2 separate regions of the Callithrix jacchus genome follow, and region 2 is linked to region 1. A link is a contact called in public Hi-C data. All regions are on one chromosome and are shown on one strand. The core of a region is the stretch at or near the end of the contact, and the rest is flanking DNA. Distances in the headings are between cores, read along the strand shown.

Region 1 (7,094 bases), core at 1,966-4,465:
AGGTGAGAGTACTAATCTTGACACAAGAGAACCAGGTTATAATGAAATCCCAGAGAGAGAAAAAAATGGCAGAAATACCATTGGAAGCAGGGATGAAACTGTGAAAGAGGCAGATGGTGTTGATATCAGCCTTGTAGAGGGCAGCAACGATATCATGGGTAGTACCAATTTTAAGAAACTCCCTGGAAGAGAAGGAAACAGAGTGGATGCTGGAAGCCAAAATGCTCACCAAGGGAAAGTGGAATTTCATTACCCTCCTGCGCCCTCAAAAGAGAAGAGAAAAGAAGGCAGTAGTGATGCAACTGAAAGTACCAATTATAATGAAATTCCTAAAAATGGCAAAGACGGTGCCAGAAAGGGTGTAGATCATTCTAATAGGAACCAAGCAACCTTAAATGAAAAACAAAGGTTTCCTAGTAAGGGCAAAAGTCAGGACCTGCCCATTTCTTCTCGTGGTCTTGATAATGAAATTAAAACCAAAATGAATTCCCTTAATGGCCCCAGTAATGAGAATATCAGCAGAAAATATCATTATGTACCCCATAGGCAAAATAATTCACTGGGGAATAAAGGCACACCACAAGGGAAAGACTCCTGGGGTAGACAACCCCATTCCAACAGGAGGTTTAGTTCCCCTAGAAGAGACAAGAGTAGTGATTCATCTGACAGTGGCAGTTCAAGTGAGAGCGATGGTGACTAGTCCACCAGGAGTTCCCAACAGGGTGATGCTCTGAAGACCTCGCCACCAGTGAGTTGACATAGAGGAGAGCTACCTGACAGCTGAGCAGATGAAGAGAGGACAGAGTGAAGAACTGAGTGAGCCAAGAATCCTTGTTTCCTTGGGGGAATTTTTGCTATTTTAATAGTCACGACATAAAATTCTATTAAAGTTATAACGTTTTTAAGAAGAAACTTACGGATTTATGAAATAGGTAACATTTGAGTAGATGTCATTTAAAAATAATTTGTGAATGTCACAAATGCCTTCATGTTGTTTACTCTGTAGACATAAAAATAAACAATATCTCTCTACGATAATTTGTATTAAGCGATCTATAAGAAACTCTGTTGTCTGTGGTGCTTCATTTCAGAGGCAACCAGCTTACTTCTGCCTCCAGCAAGGGAAATGCCTATGAAATTGATCCGCTGGAGAAATCTCAGATGTGCTCCTCCACCCTCTCTGCTTGTGCCAGCCATTCCTTTTCCCTCTGACCTCCCTCTTTGCTGATAAAGATCTTCATATCTTCTTACACTCTTTCCTCTGTTGCACACACTGCACATATCCTAAGGCAAATATCAGCTCCTGAAACAAATATCCATATTATCATTTTTCTTGGTTCTACCTCCTTGCAGACAAAAAGGATAGTAGGGTAGAGGGAGGGCAAGAGGGAAAATTTGAGGAGAAACACAAATGCAAAGCCAATACGAAAACTTTGTTGGGGAAATATCATTCATTGTCTGATCCCAAATCATTTCCACACTCTTTCTTTCTCTTGTCTTTCAGTGTAGATGCTTTTCCAGCTAATAATGGCTTTGTGACACTGTTCTGGAAACTAGACCCAAGTCTCCTCCGTTAGGCAGGAGGGAAGAGCTCTGGAAGGCTTTTTCCCCTCCTGATAAGAGAACTTATGTCGCTGGTATACCTTTCTCTTTCTTGACCTTTCCTTGGCTTGACGTGAACCTGATGACTGGTGGAGCAGCCATACTGTGGCCATGAAGGAAAAGACAAAATAATCACGGAGGAACCACTGAACCAGCAGCTCCATCATCAGCCTCCTGCCTCCAGAATCTTTGTCCTGTGAGAGAAAAAAAAAATGATGTTTTTAAGCCATTGTTTGCAATTTTTGTTGCTGTTGTTATTGGCAGCTGAATTGAATTTTTAATTGATGTGCCTTTCCATTCTTACATTTCCTCCAAATTAGGAAGGCCAAGAGAAGAAAAGAGAGAGGTAGAGAATAGAGAAAGAAAAGTGCACACAATTCCTCTGTAATATGTAAGTTCCCAGACAACAGAAATCACGACTGAGACAGTCTGTACAGCACCTAGATTATTAAGTTGAATAATGTATGTAACAAAAGTCAAGTCAATATCAATATATTACGGCACCTTCAAAAAATCTAAACTCCCACATTGGGTAGATAGAGGGTGCTTCATTTACTAAATGAATGTGGTAATATAAGCTACTGAATAAATCAGACTCTCAATATACACAAATAATAATGGTTAACATAGTTACCATGAGCCGTGCTCTGTTAAGTCCTTTAATCTGCACAGCTCCTCTATAATGTGGGTACCGTTATTACCCCCCATTTTGCAGATGAAGATACAGACATAGGTCTGTAAGTATCTGCTAGCAAGCTAGGATTTACACCCCAGGAGTCTGGTTCCAGAGTCTTTGCTCTTAAACAATCACTAAATTGCCATATATTTCAAAGATAAATATACATAATATACACATACATATATGACTGTGTGTATATACATATACACACACGTTTACATAGAGTATGTGTATATTCATCCACATATATGAATATGTGTGAGTATATGTGTGTTCATGAGTGCACCCACACACAGAGGGAGAGAAACTTGAAAGAATGCAAAATAGAACCTAAAAACAAGGAATATCTTTTTTCCTTCATTTGTTCCCCATCTTCTGGAGATAACAGATCAGAATCGGGGGAAGGACTTAACATATCACCCAATGCTACCATCAGAATTCCAGAGTAAACTATTCCTAGTACTTTGCTTTTAAAAAAATAAAAGACAATTTGGGCAAAACAAAACAAAACTGGAAGCAATTAATGAAGTAAAAAAAATCTATCAGAATTTAAATTGCAGATTAATAAATTAAAATCAACCTGCTACTTATATTTGAGATTTATATCAGACTTTAACATGTGAAAGTTTGATCACAGAAAAACACCTGGTTTGGTAAAAGAAAAATATGAACTGATGGAGAAAAACAAATGCTTTCTTTGGGTAAATACAGGGGGACCCTTCCAAAAGTCACTTGTCCTAGTCTGCTATCTAGTGGAGAAACTGCATATTTCAATTCTCTGGTCCGATTTTGTTTCCTCTCTCCAAGCTTTAGGGTTCATGGATATTTCTTCAAAACACTGAAAATGTTCATATTTTTTTCATCCAGTTAAGATAAACTAGAAGTGTGTCAGTATCCATGATGCATTGCTATCTGATGCAGACGTGGAGGAATTCGTCCAAACACGAAGGATCAGAGATCCACAAAGACAGCCAGCAGTCAGGAGTGAGGCCATGCCTTTTCCAAAGCCATGTGTTAGCCTTCAAAGCTGCACTAATCTCAGTTAAAACGCGCGCGCGCGCGCACACACACACACACACACACACACACACACAGATTTCTGTTTCCGAAATTGGGCAAAGAATTTCAGCCTCACGTAGCTGCCTTATAAGGGATGATGGACATTGACCTAGCCTGCCACCTTGTGCTCAAAACGTAAAGGTCACTGTACCAGTCCTGGGAGCAGGCTCCAGTTCCGTCATTTATTTGCAGCCCTGGTACTCCCTCCAAAGTCACCTTCCTGGACCTCTCTGCCTGTAAATATTTACCTTGATTTTAGAATACTAATTAATCTGTTCTTGGCAAGTCCAGCAGTCAGGATAATGTGTCTGACTTTGTCTGAAATAACATTTAGCTCAGTAGAAAAATATTTATTGAACGACCATCTTTTACAAAATTTTTCGGAGATCAAAAGAAGAAGAGATGATCTTGGTCCTTATCAAGACTATAAGGAAGTAAAGAGAAAGTCATACAAAAGATACAAGGAGGAATGTATTAAATAATAGAAATATAAGTAAAGCGAGACAGGAGTTCTGAGGAGATCAACTCTAACTGAAGGGAAGAACCAGGAGATAGTAAAATCTATTTTCCTTAACATATTGCACATGTAGAGAGGCTGCAGACAGTAAGTCTCACAGGTAAATAAGAGCTTAGCAGTGGGCAACCTTAAGTGATCCCATGTGTAGTTCAGAGCTTAAGATAGGTCTCCCCAACCAGAGGATGGGGAAGGAGTTGTGAGCAAGGTCAGGGGAGCTGGAAGGAAGAAGACCAGCCAGGAGGAAATCACTCAGCAGGCTTTCTCTGTCTGTGGTCTAGAACAAACATTTTGTTGTCTCCTCACTCTGTCTTTAGGGCCTGCCTTGAACTAAGTAGGAGCTCAAGACAGCATAAATTTCAAAGACATTATGATGCTTTTACAGAAGTCCACCTTTCAAAAACAACTTCTCTATGAGAAGGTAAACTCTGCTAGTCAAGAGAATGATCCTTCCATTCATAGGCATTAAAATATGATATTAGATGACCCAAAGGAAAAGGAGAAGAAATAGATGAGTCTGGATGAAAATCAGGAAGAAAGCAATTGGGGCTGAAAGAGAAAGGGGCAGAAAAATGGTTAGAAAAAACTTAATGAGGAAATCTGGAAAGAAAGCAGAACAAAACTCCAATACAATCCTACGTCCAGAAATCCAAATGAGCATAATGTCAAAAACGATGAGTGGACGCACACAAAAACTGCAAGGAAATCTACCTGAAGCTGTGGTTTAGACTTTCGAGAATAAGAACCAGAAGAGCTGTTTCATTAAAGGAACAATACTTCATCAATTTATGGGCATGCATTAGTGTAACAGAGACACTCCCTGTTAAGTGACTCTTGCTGGATTTGAATTTTAAGCAGATTTTTACAACTCTTAGGTTAACACATTAATAATATAAGTCAAATAATTTTAAATAATTTTTACTTAAAACAACAGCCTGAGAAGATAGAAGTATTAGGTTGGTGCAAGGTAATTGCCATTACTTTTAATGGCAAAAACAGCAATTACTTTTGCACCAACATAATATTATGTGAAGAAAGCAAGTTGTCTATTTAGCAAAGAGGTAGTTCTGAGCAGGCCAGCTGGGGCATATCTTAGAAACACTGCATTAATAAGTGAATGGAGTAATATTTGTGATATAAGCCATGAATGGGGTCTAGGAATTTCCATTTTTAACAGGTCCCTCAAATGATTTTAATGCAAGCCAAAGTTTGAAATCACTAATATGGATGTCTTTCCCAGTGACCTTCGAATCAGTCACCTGGGTCTCTCACAAATTTATGGCTAGGCCAGACCTTCCCCTGTATTAACCTGGCATTACAGGAATGTTTCCATCTATGATGAAAAATAGCTTATCCTTGTGTATTATCTCATATCAACAAGTAACAAAAATGTCATCTAAAGTGAATGTACAAGGCCGGGTGTGGTGGCACACACCTGTAATCTCAGCACTTTAGGAGGCTGAGGTGGGGCAAATCATCTGAGGTCAGAAATTCGAGACCAGCCTGGGCAACATGGTAAAACCCCGTGCCTACTAAAAATACAAAAATTAGCCAGGCCTGGTGGCACAAACCTATAATGCCAGCTACTCAGGGGGCTGAGGCAGGAGAATCACTTGAACCTGGAAGACGAAGGCTGCAGTAAGCCGAGATTGTGCCACTGCACTCCAGACTGGATGACAGAGCAAGACTCTGTTTCAAAAAAATAAATAAATTTTTAATTAGTTAATTAATTAATTAATTAAATGAATGTACAAGATGGACCTTTACACAGTCTCTTGCAAAACAGAAACTATTCACAGCCTGTATATGTGACTTCCCCAACTCACTACTCTGTGGAAAATAATCTGGTGATTGTAGAGCCATAATGTGCCCTCGGTCATGTACAAATCAGTCATCTTAACAGGATATGATCGCAGCTGTTCAAGGTTTACATGTCTCTGCAAAAGACAGAACAGAAAGTGTGCCAAGAAAACAAAGAAGGAACAGAAGGGGCAAAAGTTGAAAGTGCAAGGATGCAAAAGTCACGATATGCTGACTTGAGACCGAGCTTGCTGCCCCATGTTGCGCAAAAGTGTGAGTTCTGGAAGAGCATTCCCGTTAATAGAATCTTTAATTAGTAGAATTTTAAAGCAGTGATCCATGAATTTGTAGTGTTCTTCTACAAAACCTGCCTCTGTCCTGGTGGAGTGTTGGTGCTCTGTCTTCCACATAGATCCCGCTGATGAAAGACCCTTCCAGGGAAGGGCCCCTCAGTTGCACCATCATGTTATTCATCATGGCTGGATGAATAAAGAAGGGATGTACAAGTAGGAAAGCCCCCCAACATCTGAGCCTACCTGTAGCCAATAGAAACGAGTCTCCAACCCGGTCTTTTGGCTTCCTTATTTCAGCTTACTCTGGCCTGTTCATCTAACACCTACTAAAAGCATGTGACAGTAAGCTTTGAATCAATTCACATGTATTCTGCTCTCAAAATAATGTTTATAGTTTTCTGATTATGATAGAAATGAAAAACCCAGTGTACAAAATTACAAAAAAAGAAAATATCAAGAAAAAAATTACCTGCACACAATGTGTCCCAGGGCAGTTTGAACTTTCATCACTTCTCCTTCCAGTTCTTTTTCAAACTATATACTGACCTATATTCTAAGAAAACGTTATATTCTTTTAGTGTCCTTTTCTCTTAATGTGCTCTTTTATCACGTTACCAAATATTTTCCAATTTTATTACATACATTTACCACAATTTGTTCAGTCCACTATTGAAGGCTATATAGCATTTTCCCAATTTTTCTATTGTAAATTCATGTTTTTTCAACTTTACCAATGTATGATTGAAAAATAAAAATTGTATATGGTGCTTAATTATTCTTTTTAAATGGCTGTATAAAATTACTGCTTGGATTTCCTGTCATTTATTTAGCCATATCCTTATTGATAAGCATTTAAATCATTTTTAGCTAATCACTATTCAAACAGTGTTACAATAAACATCACTGATCATATATCTTTGCGTAAAAGGGTAGGGTAAATTTCTAGCATTACCCAGACTATTTTAAATATGAGATACAAAAATGCATTACCAAAGTACATACACCTGAAACCAGGTTCTTAGGGCAATTAGGTGAATATTGCACATTACATAAATTTGCCTCTGTGACACTTCCACCTGCACACAATGTGTCCCAGGGCAGTTAATTCCAAACACTGGTCACAGACTGGGTCCAGTGGAGTCATCTG
Region 2 (7,523 bases), core at 3,384-5,883, 280 kb before region 1:
TTATTTATTGAAGCAGGGTCTCACTTTGTCACCCAAACTGGAGTGCTGTGTGTGATCTTGGCTTACTGCCACCTCCGCCTTTCAGGCTCAAGTGATCCTCTCACCTCAGCCTCTTGAGTAGCTGGGATTACAGGTGTGCCCCATGGCACCTGGCTAATTGTTGTGTTTTTAGTAGAAATGGGGTTTCACTGTGTTGCCCAGGCTGGTTTTGAATTCCTGGGCTCAAGCAATCTACCTGCCTTGGCCTCCAAAAGTGCTGGGATTACACACGTGAGCCACTGTGCCCAGCAGGAATTATTTTTTTCTTTTCCTTGATGAATAGCACATGTTCATAGTCACATAGAATTTTGAAAGTCCTACAGCCTTTGCTGGCCTGCCTCTGTTCCTTACAACCTAGATTAACATTCTTGAAAACATTATTAGTTTCCTATGCAATTCATGGGGGTCTGAGCCATCAGACAAGAAGGTCCTAGTATTTCTGCTGATGTAACATTCTTGAAAACATTATTGGTTTCCTATGCAATTCATGGGAGTCCAAGCCATCAGAAAAGAAGGTCCTGTACAGATTTTTCCTGGATATAAACCCACCTGTATTACTGGCGCCTGCTGAGAAGGTTGATTGGATCCAGGGGTCACACTCACATACCTAATCTCTGTAAACAAAAGACTGTTTAGAGAAACTCTTGGTGTTCTCCCCAGAGCATGCTTTCTTGCCATTTCCAAGAAATTGGATAGGCTGAGAATTTCCAAGTTTCTTTTTGCTTAATAGTTTCTTCCTCCAATTATCTCTTTCCTATCATTTTCCACTATGAATAGCAAGGGAAAACCAGGCCACATTTTCCACATTGGGTTTGGAAATCTCATCAGTTCAATATCCAAGTTCATCACTTAGGAGTTCTGCTTTCCACCCAACAGTAGAACATAATTCAGTCAAGTTCCTGCTATTTTATAACAAGAATTGCCTTCCCTTCAGTGTCCAATAACATGTTCATCATTTCCTCTGAATCCTCACCAGAAGCACCTTTAACATTTATATTTCTACTAACATTCTGTTTGTGATAATATACATGTTATCTTACTTGATAGCTGATTTATCTACAGTTCCCCTTACTTCTTTCTGAGCCCTAACTGGAATTTCCTCTAATATCCACATTTCCACCAACAATCTTTTCAAGGCAATCTAAGTGTTTTAAAACCATGTATCTAGGCTGGGAGTAGTGGCTCATGCCTGTAATCCCAGTACTATGGGAGGCTGAGGCAAGTGGATCATTTGAGGTCAGGAGTTCGAGACTGGCCTGGCCGACATGGCAAAATCCTGTCTTTATTAAAAATATAAAAATTAGCCTGGCACAGTGGCATGTGCCTGTAATCCCAGCTACTTGGGAGGCTGAGGCATGAGAATTGCTTGAATCTGGGAGGCGGAGGTTACAGTACGCCAAGATTGCACCACTGAACTCCAGCCTGGGCGACAGAGCCAGATTCCGTCTCAAAAAAAAGAAGGCCGGGTGTGGTGGCTCAGGCCTGTAATCCCAGTACTTTGGAAGGCTGAGGCGGGTGGATCATGAGGTCAAGAGATCGAAACCATACTGGGCAACATGGTGAAACCCCATCTCTACTAAAAAATACAAAAATTAGCTGGGTGTGGTGGTGGGTGCCTCAGTCCCAGCTACTTGGGAGGCTGAGGCAGGAGAATCACTTGAAGCTGGGAGGTGGAGTTTGCAGTGAGCCAAAATTGCACCACTGCACTCCAGCCTGGCAACAAAAAAGAAAAGAAAAGAAAAAAAACTTCCTAAAAAATTCTTCCCACTCTCACCATTATCCAATTCCAAATCCACTTCAACATTTTTAGGAGTTTGTTATGGTGGTACCCCACTCTCTGTACCAAAATCTGTATTCGTTTCCAAGGACTGCCATCACAACTTACCATAAACTGTTTGGCTTAAGGCAATAGAACTTTATTTTCTCAAAGTTTTGGAGGCCAAAACTCTAAAATCAAGGAAGCAGGGCCATACTCTCTCCAAAAGGCTGTAGGAGAAAATCCAAAAGAATCTAGCCTGATGGTATTTGCTATGAACATGGACTGTCAGATTTATTACTAGAATGCTAGACATGTGCGTCTGAGTTCCAGTACAAAGAGTTATGTATATCCAGTGCTTTGATTCAGAATTGGTACATTCTAAATTGAAGAACATTTGGAGTCGAAGTTCACTACCTGTTGTTTTCTTAACCCTTTAATCCTTCATGCTACCTCCCTATTAGACGCTAGACTGTCAGAGGACATAAAAAAGACCTGGGGAGCTTTGCTTATCACTTATGTTATTGAATACTACCAGAAATAAATTCTATTCCTCAAGCTAAATTACACAAGTCAAGCCCTGTGAGGAAAAAGAATGTGATCAAAATCCCTGCTCTCTCTGGAGGAAGTATAGTAGAAAATTGATGAGTCAGACAACCTGAATTCAAGTTCCAGCTTTGATGCTTCTTAGCTGTGTGATGTTGGGCATGTTACATAACCTCTCTCTGCATCTCATTGTCCTCATGTGTCCCATGTGGATGACAATAAAACCTGTCTCATCAGGTAGCTGTGAGGAAAAGAGATGATGTTCACATCATGTGGATGACAATAAAACCTGTCTCATCAGGTAGCTGTGAGGAAAAGAGATGATGTTCACATAGTGCTTTGCCCAATTCATGACTCAACTAGGGTTCAATATATGATGATAATAAGGATGATGATGAAAGCCAATAAGAAGGCTAAATATTGTTGAAGATTGTGTCATGGAACCTCTGTAATAGGATATAGAACGCCTCCTCTTTTCACATGAACTGCTAATACTCTCTGTGAAGAATGATGATTTTTAGGCAGAGGGGTGAAATATATCCCTTTAGTCAAGTTCTGCCAACACAGCAGCTGCTCACATAAGTCCCTTGAGTAGTATGCTGTTGTCTTTTCTCAGACAGATCCCTCATTGAGTTTGGGGGAATTTGGGTTGGCTGGGCAATAGCAATGTGAGCTATGTAGCTAGTCTTTCATTCTCACCTCACCTTGGGCTAGACACAGAGCCCAGTTTATCAAATCGCCTGGTGTACAGATCTCTTGCCTAAGTGAGGTGCAGCTGGACTTCATATTTCTGTGCATTTGACTTACAGGATGTGTGTTATTCACCAAGACAGAAGTTTGTACTTGGACCTTCTCATGGGTGAGGTCACTTTGCTGTTATTAGCCAAATACCGCCTTCTCCAAATGTCTGATATTTTCTTGGCTATAGTGTTCAGTTCCCAGAGCAAAATGTTTTAGACTAAGAAGTACTGCTTGTGTAATGATGCAAACCTATTCTGGAAATTTGTTCCAGTGGTTGTATTTTCTTCTTGGTTTTGAGCAATGATATTTGTATTTTCACTGATATTTTCCTTGTGAAGAAGTAATAGATTTCTTAGATTTTGCATGGTCTGATTTTACAACGTCAGGGGTGCAGCTGAGGCTTGGTCTCTAGCAAATGTTAGGAGAGCCAAATTTGGACTGTTTAGAGTCTACATTGGCATTAACTGGCTGGCAACTTGAAATGAGACAAAAATGAATGATTTGCACAATGCCTGTCCTCGCTAGCTTGGTATTTCTCAAAAATTTCTTTTCGTGATCACTCCCCCAAGGAGCTTTTTGAACATTTTTTTCCTAAGTGTCTCCTCTCACCATGAAATTTTAATATTGCAGATACACTGTGTATCTGTTTATGTACTATTATCTATATCTGTGTGTTCGTGTTTTTTTCTTTTTTTTTGATACAGAGTCTCGCTCCGTCATTCAGGCTGGAGTGCAGTGGTGCGATCTCGGCTCACTGCAACCTCTGCCTCCTGGGTTCAGGCGATACTCCTGCCTCAGCCTCCTGAGTAGCGGGGATTACAAGTGTGCAACACCACGCCTGGCTAATTTTTGTATTTTTAGTAGAGACAGGGTTTCACGACATTGGTCAGGCTGGTCTTGAACTCCTGACCTCATGATCTGCCTGTCTCAGCCTCCCAAAGTGCTGGGATTACAGACGTGTGCCACCATGCCCAGCCCTTTGTGTTTGATATATAAAATAATAGAATTCTAGCTACCCCTGAACCAACTTTGCCCTTTTACTAATGATCCTCACCAACTGACTGAAACATCTCATGCCTGAAAAAAACACAATTTACTGTGGGGTAATCCACTGACAATTACTATTTATAGCTGGAGAAACTGAGTCATGAATGATTTTCTAAGAACTCGATATAATATTTATAACAGCGTTCATTACTCTACAAATATTTATGAAAGAACACAGAAGAATTTTTTGAAAACATTACAGTTGCTTTTCTCAGGAAATGAAGTCAAAGTTTTATAATTATAACCTTTTTGTCCATCTTGTTACTGCTTCTCATGTTGTGTGCTAACATTGGTTGAGATCTGAAAAAACACAGGACAAATATCTCCTGCGCGTGCCCTTTTTCATTCCTATGGTCACATTCCTGATGAAAGCCCCAGTCACTTCATATCTGACTGTTTTCCCTATCTCTGGACTCAAATTCACAAATGCAATTGCCCTCAAGGGCCAGGGAGGCCACAGAAATTAATGAAGGCGACCAGAAGTAAGAAAACAACACCCTCCCCACACAGGCAGGGCTGACTGGCAGCTTGCACATGACCTTGGTGTTAGGAAGACAAGAGAGGGTACATGGAACTTGGGAATGGAAAATATGTCATCCATCTGAAGGCGGCAGCAGCTACTCAATTCTTGCAGCCTTACTGTCACAGGGAAATGACAGCCCAAGATTGTCTGATCATTTTACTGTTTTACAGCAAAGCCAGAAATCTAATATTTCATGGGATTATTAAGTACTGACCAACAGTCTCTATGACAAATAAAACAGGTCTGTGAGCTGGGTTGGGCCCCTTAAGACTACGTTTTGAGCATAGTTCCGGATACTTCCTTCTTGTTCCAACCCAATGTATCTTAAACACTATTTTAAACAATTTCACCCTCTCAAAGTGTAACTCACATCATGTTCCTCTCCTGCTTGAAAGCTTTCAATAGCCTCCCACTGCCTACCAAGTCAATTCTAAACTCGTGAGCCAGGCATTTAAAGCCATCTGCCACTTTATGTAATATCTTCCCTTCACTTATGTGAACATCAACTTTTTCTCCTTTCCTTGCTTTGTAATTTTCTGCTTCAGTCCTTTGACTAAGGTGAGTTCCTCTGCCTGAAACCTTCATGTTTAAATCTTACCAGTCTTTCAAGGTCCAGCTTAGATGTCTCCTTTCCAAGAAGCCTTCCTTGATATGTCTGATAAGAGGTTATTCTTTCTCTAACTTCAATAACATTATTTTTGATAAAGTACTTGGAACACTCTGCTCAGAGTAAGTGTGCTAGAACGAGATGGCTCGGAAGGAGTGGCTCCTTACTCTTCGCCTTTCACTTCCCATCTCTGACTCTGTCCTGTGTCGTAAGGGAACAGTATCTTCATTTACTTTTTTCTCTGGCATTTTTCACTTTTCATTGAGTAATACAGTTGTTTGTATTGAGGTCCCCTATCCTCTACTAGGTAATATTTTCAAGCAGAGATCTTTTTTCTTTCTTTTTAAGACAGGGTCTTGCTCTGTCACCCAGGCTGGGGTGTCATGTGCTGATCATGACTCACTGCAGCTTTAACCTCTCAGGCTCAAGCCATCCTCCTACCTCAGCCTTCCAAGTAGCTGGGACTACAGGCTTAAGCCAGCATTCCCAGCTAATTAAAAAAAAACAACTATTTTTGTAGGGATGGGGGTCTCCCTATGTTGGTCAGGCTGGTCTCAAACTCCTGAGCTCAAGTGATCCTCCCACCCGAGCCTTCCAAAGTGCTGGGATTACAGACATGAGCCACTCTTCCCAGCCTGGGATCATTTCTTATATAACCTTGATTCCCCACAGTGGCAAGTACTTAAGAAATATTTGTAAAATGATCATTTGCAACTCTATTGCTTGCTTCATTCACCAGGTCATTCCTTCCCACATGCCCCTAAAGTTCCAAATCTATGAATGTGTTACTTGAAGGGGACCAAATTGAGAGAAGGCAAACATACTTTGGGAAGGGTAATGTATGAGGAATGATCAGGCTTCTCATGCATTTGCATCATTTGCCTACCCTCTTTGGCCCAAATGTTGAGCCTTTTAAGCATTTTAAAAGGTTGACCAATGAAGATTTAATACGGTCTATTGACCCTCGTTTTAGCATGCTGTTCAACATCTGCCAGTTTTTAGATTTTATTTTATTTATTTATTTATATCTTTGAGGTGGAGTTTCGCTTTTGTTACCCAGGCTGGAGTGCAATGGCGTGATCTCAGCTCACCACAACCTCCGCCTCCTGGGTTCAGGCAATTCTTCTGCCTCAGCCTCCGAAGTAGCTGGGATTACAGGCATGTGCCACCATGCCCAGCTAATTTTTGTATCTTTAGTAGAGACGGGGTTTCACCATGTTGACCAGGATGGTCTCCATCTCTGACCTCGTGATCCACCCACCTCGGCCTCCCAAAGTGCTGGGATTATAGGCTTGAGCCACCGCGCCCAGCCTCATCTGCCAGTTTTTAAAAACTGGTCTGACATTCCCGAAGGAAAAAGCAATGAGCAATTCCTAGGTTAACTAATTTAAATAAAGGAATTTGATTTCTCTTTTGCCTTTCTGGGCTCCTGGGTACAGGCCAGTATACTTGGAAGTGGCCACAAGAGGGGAGTGTGAACCACAGTCATCCTTAAATGAATGAGACCAAGGAGTCATTATTTCTCCAGCTGAATGAAGAAAGCTTCATCCGAAACAATAGTCAACTGAATGATCATTCTCTTTCCAGCTAAGGATCAAAGACTGAATGTGGATCTGCCCTTTCTGTGCTCACAGAGACTGTAACCTTCACCTCTCAGGTATCCAATCAGACCATAACCCTGACTGGAAGAAATACTTACGGAGGAGGGCCTGAAGGATGTGCAGTTCCCTTCCCTCAATTTCTCTCATGTTATTTTACCTTTGCATGAAACCAGAGCCCTGAGAGAACTCTGTTCCTGGATAAACCTTGCTTTGGGTCCTGTAAAATTATTTCTACTGAATTGTGATTTGACCTCCCTCAGTCTTTGTACTGAGGGATGCTTTAAGAAGCAGCTGTTTAAAATGTGTTATTAGGCTGGGCACAATGTCTCATGCCTGTAATTCCAGCATTTTGGGAGGCTGAGGAGGGTGGATCACCTGAGGTCAGGAGTTTGAGACCAGCCTGGACAACTAGGTGAAACCCTGTCTCTACTGAAAATACAAAAATTAACCGGATGTGGTGGTGAGAACCTGTAATCCCAGCTACTCAGGAGACTGAGGCAGGAGAATCGCTTGAACCTAGGGGACGGAGGTTGCAGTGAGCCGAGATCATGCCAATTCACTCCAGCCTGGGTGAAAGAGTGACTCTGTCTCAAAAAAAAATTAAATTAAAAATTAAATATGTGAGTATATCAACATAAAAATGCTGTCCACAAATTCATACAA

What was found. A called contact is a pair of places that touch in the nucleus more often than the background predicts.
Region 2: a Hi-C map of induced pluripotent stem cells shows a contact between it and region 1, with 4 times the contacts expected there. The contact joins two enhancer-like sites. A contact is called at or near these places in 2 of 3 Hi-C or Micro-C datasets (induced pluripotent stem cells and skeletal muscle).

Annotation. Positions count from the first base shown.
Region 1 is chr3:109,773,837-109,780,930 of calJac240_pri, reverse strand. MEPE (matrix extracellular phosphoglycoprotein) reads left to right here. Exons shown (of 4, transcript XM_008993005.5): 4 at 1-1,038. The coding sequence ends at 700. Among named protein-coding and RNA genes, the nearest start is that of MEPE, 17 kb to the left of the region's middle. Within about 2 kb of position 3,215, at least 3 of the 16 cell types and tissues checked have an H3K27ac peak or open chromatin away from gene starts, as enhancers often do.
Region 2 is chr3:110,053,416-110,060,938 of calJac240_pri, reverse strand. No RefSeq gene overlaps it. Among named protein-coding and RNA genes, the nearest start is that of SPARCL1, 8.6 kb to the left of the region's middle. Within about 2 kb of position 4,633, at least 3 of the 16 cell types and tissues checked have an H3K27ac peak or open chromatin away from gene starts, as enhancers often do.